2 separate regions of the Mus musculus genome follow, and region 2 is linked to region 1. A link is a contact called in public HiChIP or PLAC-seq data. All regions are on one chromosome and are shown on one strand. Each heading gives the region's core, a stretch centred on a gene start, on an enhancer-like site or on the middle of the called end of the contact. The rest is flanking DNA. Distances are from core to core; before and after follow the strand shown. Region 1 holds the start of Zscan20 (zinc finger and SCAN domains 20). Region 2 holds the start of Hpca (hippocalcin).

Region 1 (3,343 bases), core at 594-3,093:
AGGACCAGATTGGTTGGGATCCTCTAAGCAGCTGGGAGCTCCCAATGGTTGTCAGTCCTACTGGGCTAACTATGCAATCTATGGCTGTAAGAGGGGAGACTCGCATCTAAGGACTGGAACTGGGGGTGGCAGATAGGCCTCACTTAGCCGACCATCCTCCATCATGGGGGAAGCTACCTAGAGGAGTCTGCTGAGAAATGAGCTCCATATGGATATATGTTGTGATCAATTAGCAATGGCTGCCGGGCCTCAGGTAAAGGAAGCCGCTGTATGCATCCCTATGTGTTGGCCAACACTGTCCTTAAGCCCCCAACAACCTCAGCTCCCAGCAGATATCGATGTCAGGAAGAAGATTGAAGCTCACAGCCCTGGAAGTCCGTAGCCATTTTCAAACGTGGTCTAACAAAGCTCCCCCTGAGAGTCTTTAGCCCACATTCACCAAGTCTTTACTCATTTGCTGGATCTACATTAGATGTCTGCTGTTCTGGGCTGGACCAAAGAAAATGGAGATGATCCAGACACTGCCTGCCCTGATGAAGCTATCTAGTGGAAGAGACAAATAATAATAATGATAATTAATAAATTTAAAAGTCACAGATAATTATATTAATCCAATGTCATAAAGAAAGTGTGATTTGGGAGCTGGGAAGTTGGAGGTGGCAATTTGCTTAAGGAACTGTTGATTTGGTTCTTGAGTACAACGCAGAGAGAATGGGGGAGGGAGGTTACAGCAGAGAGGCAGGCTATGAAATAGTAGAGAAGCAAAATGGCCCACCTGGAGAATGGGAAACACCTTGGCAGCCCCGGAGCGTGCAGTATGGGAAAAGTGGGCTGCAAAGAGCATTATGAAGAATCTACTAGATCAGATTCCATTCAACACGTGTTGCATGCCAGGGATGGATTCCAAGCTGGAGAACAAACGGAAGGTATACAGTTGAGGGTTTCAACAGATCACACTAGCTGCAATGTTTCTCCGAGTTGGAGAAATGAAAATGTGGACACTTCTGCAGAGGCTCCCGGAAGACAGAGGTCATTTTAAGAGATACTAAAGAAATGGCAAGCCTCGAACAGTGTACAGCAAACGGCGTGGATGAAGAAGAATGCAGGCGCAGGTGGAATCAGCTGGTAAAACAAGTAGGTCAGTGGGCGGGTCAGCAGGGGTGGGCGGGTCAGTCGAGGGTGGGCGGGTCAGTAGATAAAGATGCCTTTCACTTCTATCAGTTATGAGGAAAGAAGTACAGGTTTGGGATTGAACACAATAGCCAGTCCCGTCACAGATGACATGAACGCAGGTGTCGAGAATGAAGCACTATTTTAAGGTCAGACTTTCCGCTCAGGGCCTCTTCACTTCTTTGCCAGGGCCCTTGAGTTCTCTCTTCCCTTGATTGTGCTTTTCTAGACCCTAAGGTAACTTCCCCTCACAGCCAAAACGCATCTCTACCACCTTACCCACAGACCTCGGTAAGACCCGTCTCACTGCCCGCCTCTCCAACTCACTCTTCATCCCGACCCCTCGGTGACCCTGCCCATCTCCACACGCTGCAGCCTCTGCCCGCCCGCACTCCCGCCCCGACACACACACACACACACACACACACACACACACACACACACACGCCACGATGCTTGCTTTCCCCTCTCACCTTCCCAGCTCCCCTCCCCCGCGGGTACCACCACCTCCAAAGCCTCCAGCCCAGCGCCTGATTCTCAACTGCACCCCATCCGCCACCCAGACTCACCCACAGAGACACCCACTTCTCAACAGGCCGGAAGTGCTCCCGGGCTCTTGCAGGGGATGCTGGGACGCATAGTCCCAGCGCCGCCAGCCCTGGAACCCGATCTCTGAGACCACAACTCCCAAAAGGCAACGCGCGAGCACCGGTGGCCACTCCTCTATCGGCCGCCTCTCAGATGACGTCAGCCAATGAGTGCCTCATCTTCTCAGGCGCTCTGGTACCGGAACAAATCTTGCAGGGCCAATGCCTGGGGGGGTGTAGCTCGATACTATTCTCTTCCATTGGTTCTGCGGTGACGGTGCCGCCTACTGGGTGGAGTCTAGATTAGAAGGGCGTGGGGTCGGGGTCTACTGAAGAAGCGTGGGGCCCCCTGGGTTGAGCTGGAGAGAGTAGGGAAAAATAATAAAAAAAGGAAAGAGGGTGAATACAGTGACCATCTATTGGGCAAGAGAGAGTTTGTCTGTTGTAACTACAATTTCAAATTCACAAATTCACAACTTAGTTGAGTGGTTTGGCAGAGTTCTATATCTCACCTCTTCACTTGTGAAGTAAGAATAATAGCATTCATGTGACAGGTTTATGTGAGGCATCAGTGAGGCAATAAACCTAGAACTGTTAATTCGGATCCAGGATCCAACTATAGATAGCAGATACTAGCCATTTTTATGTAAATTAGTCTTACGGAGTTTGAATCCCTGGGTGTCAGAAACACGTTAATCCCTGTAGCTGAATAATCTTAGTGTAATACTTAGTTGCTTTGTTCCACGGTCCTGGCTAGTTTCATGCGAACTTGACACGAGCTTGAGTCATCAGAGAAAAGAGAGATTCCGTGAAGAAGATGCCTTCATAAGAGGGACTATGGGAGAACTTGCGGGACTTTCTCGTAATGATTGATAGTGGAGGGCTCAGGCAATTGTGGGTGGGGCTACCCCTGGGCCGGTGGTCTAGGGTTCTGTAAGAAAGCAGACTGAGCAAGCCAGTAAGCAGCGTTTCCTCCATGGCCCCTGCATCAGCTCCTGCCTCCAGGTTCCTGCTTTGTGGGAGTTCCTATCCTGGCTCCCTCCAGTGACAGATTACAACGTGGAAGTGTAAGCCGAATAAACCCTTTCTTCCCCAAGTTGCTTTGGTCACTGCGTTTTGTCATAGCAATAGAAACCCTATGATAAACACTGTAAATACTCTTGAGGTATGAGCCATCTAATAGGAAGCTGGAAATGTGGGTCTTGTAGTCAGTCAGCCATAGATTCAAACCCCAATTCATACATCCCATCTGTATGTCCTTGAACAAACAAACAACTCCATCACGATTGTCTTTTTTTTTTTTCAGCTGTAAAATTTAGGTGACAGAACAAAACCTCCATCTCAGGGTAGGTTCCTGGGAGATTAAAGATAATATGTAGGTAAAACATGGAGTCCAGCCACTTGCTTTCAATGTGGGATCTATGCCTTGATACTCCCTAGCTGCAAAGCCTCCAGCAAACTCCAAACGCCTCTTTTGTAAACATGTTTGTGTGGATAGATGCACTGTGCATGCAGGTGCATGTGCCTGTGGAGGCCTGAGGTCAAAATGAATGCCCTTTTTGGAGCATTCTCCACCCTGATTACTA
Region 2 (3,343 bases), core at 537-3,036, 510 kb after region 1:
TTCCTATACTTGATCTTAGCCAAAAGGCCGAGAAGGGATGACAATTTCCTTAAACTCTCCAACTCAATCACAAAGTGGGTTTAATAATAGTACTTACTTCATAGGGTTATCTTGGGAATTAAGCTAGTTAATACCTGTGAGCCCTTAGAATCATGCATGAGTGGGCAGGTGCTACATACATGTTGTATTCAGACTCCACAAATGCCTGTCCCCAGCACACATAAAGCCACACAGATCACCAAGTGCCTAGGTCCCTAGGTTCTCCGACACTCACATACTTGCCTCCACCACACATGGATAGCCATGCCTCCACACACAGCAATCCCACTGCCCCACAACTCACACGCACTGACACATGGCACCACGCACAAACTCCCATACACGGTGCATCAAGACACACCAGCCCACGACCCCACATGTCTCACACATGCCATTACACGCCAACTCGAATGCCGACACCTCTCACATGGCCAGCTGCACGTGGGACCTTCAGGCACCCTTGTCATTTGTCTTTCTATCCCCGAGGTGCTGTCAGGTCCCAGGAGAGGGAGCTGCAGCCCTTCCCAGACCTGATGAGGACTCTTTTTCTTGGGGAGCCCTACCCAGCCCACCCAGACCTCCTTCATCACTCACCTTTTCTCCGGTTTCAAAAGGTCCCCTCAGGGCAGGAATTAAAGTGTGAAGCTGAGCAGAAGCAATGGAGGGGAAGTAGACAGGCAGTCATAATCATAGGTGTAGGGGTGTGTGCAAGTGTCCCCTGAGGTTGGATATACGAGCAAGACAGGGTGAAAAGGGTTCCTTGTGCATGAAGGTACATGAAGCTCTATGCACACGTGTGTGCACATGTGTGTGGGTGCATGTTGAATGCGTATGCTCACCCATGATGTGGGTCCTGGGCTCTGAACCGCATCTATCTCCCTGTGCGTTTCTATGCATGGCTGCATGTGAATTCAATATGCGTGTTGAGCTGGTATGCACCTGCCACAGAGAGAAATGTTCCCCAGGAATGTGAGGAGACCTGTATCTGTCCTCAGTAGTGTGTGTCATGCATGTTCCTGTAAGTTGGTGCCCCCTCCTTTCTGGATTAGCCTCTTCTGCCCCAGGCTGAGAAGCCACAGAACAAGTATGTGGGAAGGGACTGAGGAAATGTGCAGGGCTGAGCAAGGGAGTGTGTCCCTTACTCCCCTCCTCAAGGTCCAAGGAACTGGGTCAGCGGGGCGGGGGCAGAGTGATGCGCTGAGCAGAAGCGCTCCTCCAGGTGCCCCTTCCTCTCGGCCACCCTCAGCATTTCCTTTCCCAGCTGGAAGAAATGCCTGTTTTCTCCTCAAAGACCCCCAGTGCCCAAAATAGAAGGAACCTCACAGCTCTATCTGAGAAACCCGCCCTAGCATCCCCTCCAAGCCTCCTCCGGCTCCAGCCCTGATCCCCCGCCTCCATTCTTCCCGCACTGGGTTCGAGGTCCCTCCTGGAGGGGGCGCCCGGGACGGTCGACGCGCGACTCCCAGGAGCCGGCCACTTGGCGGTCAGGACCCTGGAGAGCGACGCGCGATTTCCCCAGGGGCAGCCCCGGGCTTGCAGCGCCGCGGGTGGGAGGAATCCCACGAAGCTCAGGGAGGAGCGGGCTGGGGAGCCCTGGACTTGGGTTCCTGGCTCCCGGGCTTCCCTCCCCTCATCCCCGACCCCGGCCAGAGCGGCCCCCACTCACCCAGCAACGCCGAGACACCGACTGCGCAGAGAAGGCGGCGCTGCTGCGGCGCGCGGCGGCAGAGGCGGCCGGAGGGGCGGGCGGGACTGCGAGGGAGACGCCCCGCAGCGTTGGCCCGGAGCCCCTCCCCTGGGGGGGTCCCCCACTGGTAGCTAGGCTCCGCCCCCGCCCCCTCCCGGGAGAGAGAACAGAACGCCCTCGCTGCCCCGGCCCCCTCTCTAGGGAGCACCCCACCCTGGGAGAAAGATCGGGACCCCCCAGCTCTACAAGTCGACACGGAGGGGCAAGGAAAGAGGCGGGTCAGTGTCCAGGGACTGCTCTCCCAAGCCGGGAACAATCCACCCCTACCTGGGCGCAGGGCCGCCTGTCGCTCTGAGGGAGGAATCCGATAGGCACCCTCGCTGCCCCCGCACCTCAACTCCCGAGCCAGATGAACTGGGGGCTCTCTAGGGAGGAGGGAGCACCCATTGCTCAGTCCCAAGGTCTTCCAGGGGCCAGACACGCCCCCTGCTACCTCCGCCTCAGAGAGCCCGCCCCCCTCTCCTGCCTACTACTCCGGATGTCATCCCCCAACCCCTCTAAGAATTAATCCCACCTCTCACCATCCACTTACCTAGCTCTTCCCAGTACTCCTCCAGGCAAGGAACCCTCTCCTCTCCTCTCCTAGCCTCTGTGAGTGCAGGCCGTGACCTGCGAGAACGGAAGCATCTCCACCTTGGGAGGTGGGGGTGCTCAGGTGGGTATGCCTCCCGTCTGTACTAAGGACAGCTGCTCTTAGAGGCGCTGATGGGGTCACAACTCCTCCTGCCTGTAAGGGACTCTCCCTCCTCCAGCTCTGGTAACAATCGCTACATCCTGAGCTAAATGCTGTCCTCCCCCCACTCCGTCCCCCCCCCATCCCCCCCACCCCCCCCCCCGTCTCGTCTCTAGGATGTGGATCTTTTTGTGTTCTACATTGCAGACACTGAGAGTTAGAAGGGTTGTATACTTCCAATGTCTGGCAGCTAGCGAGTGATTTGAAATCAGGAGCTGCCGTTCATCCATTTCAAAAAGATTTTCCAGGCATTGCTTCTGCACTTGGCATGGTTTCAGACAGGGGATTGCAATCATGTAGAAGAAACAATGATATATATAACACACGTGCAGAAGAACGTAGCATGCGTAATCAGTTCTGGAGTGTGTTAGGTAAGCAATCTGGAGACAGACTGGAGCAGTGGTAGAGCGATGAACACTTCAGATTGCAGTTCAGGTGAGACCGGAAGTCTTTGTTGTCTTAAATAGAGGGTCTGACTCCTTCCTGTGCAGCAGCTCACCGGAGCATCCTGTCAAGAAAAAGGAGACACACTGTGCCCCGTTTCTGAACCTCCTCAGAAGGTAGAATTGACTGTTTGCCACACCTGTTTGGACAGCTCTTCTCAGTGAGTTTTCTCTACCTGTATATCAGATCATCCTGCTTGCCCAAAATAGAAAACGAAGCTCCCCTCCAGGTGCCTAGACCAGGTCTCTGAGGCCATCGGTCTAGCCTTCACCTCTTGTGCTTGGAGGAAAAGTGTGTGTGTGGGGAGGGGGGCCCACAGTGACAGAGCTGGAGAGCCAGACCCGGATGGAATAGGGACAGCTGGGCTCCCAGGAACACCG

Evidence for each region. HiChIP or PLAC-seq counts read pairs in DNA pulled down with a chosen protein or histone mark.
Region 2: a contact with region 1 is called in a CTCF HiChIP or PLAC-seq map of embryonic stem cells, with 3 times the contacts expected there. The contact joins the promoter of Hpca here to the promoter of Zscan20 in region 1. A contact is called at or near these places in 5 of 39 promoter capture datasets (the 3T3-L1 cell line, the HPC-7 cell line, hippocampal neurons and 2 more), 1 of 15 datasets of contacts at CTCF or cohesin (embryonic stem cells) and 2 of 115 datasets of contacts at active chromatin or transcription factors (T-cell acute lymphoblastic leukemia and embryonic forebrain).

The regions. Positions count from the first base shown.
Region 1 is chr4:128,608,255-128,611,597 of GRCm38.p6, forward strand. Zscan20 (zinc finger and SCAN domains 20) reads right to left here and starts at 1,844. Exons shown (of 8, transcript NM_177758.4): 1 at 1,740-1,844.
Region 2 is chr4:129,119,517-129,122,859 of GRCm38.p6, forward strand. It overlaps Hpca (hippocalcin), which reads right to left and starts at 1,787. Exons shown (of 4, transcript NM_010471.4): 1 at 1,706-1,787.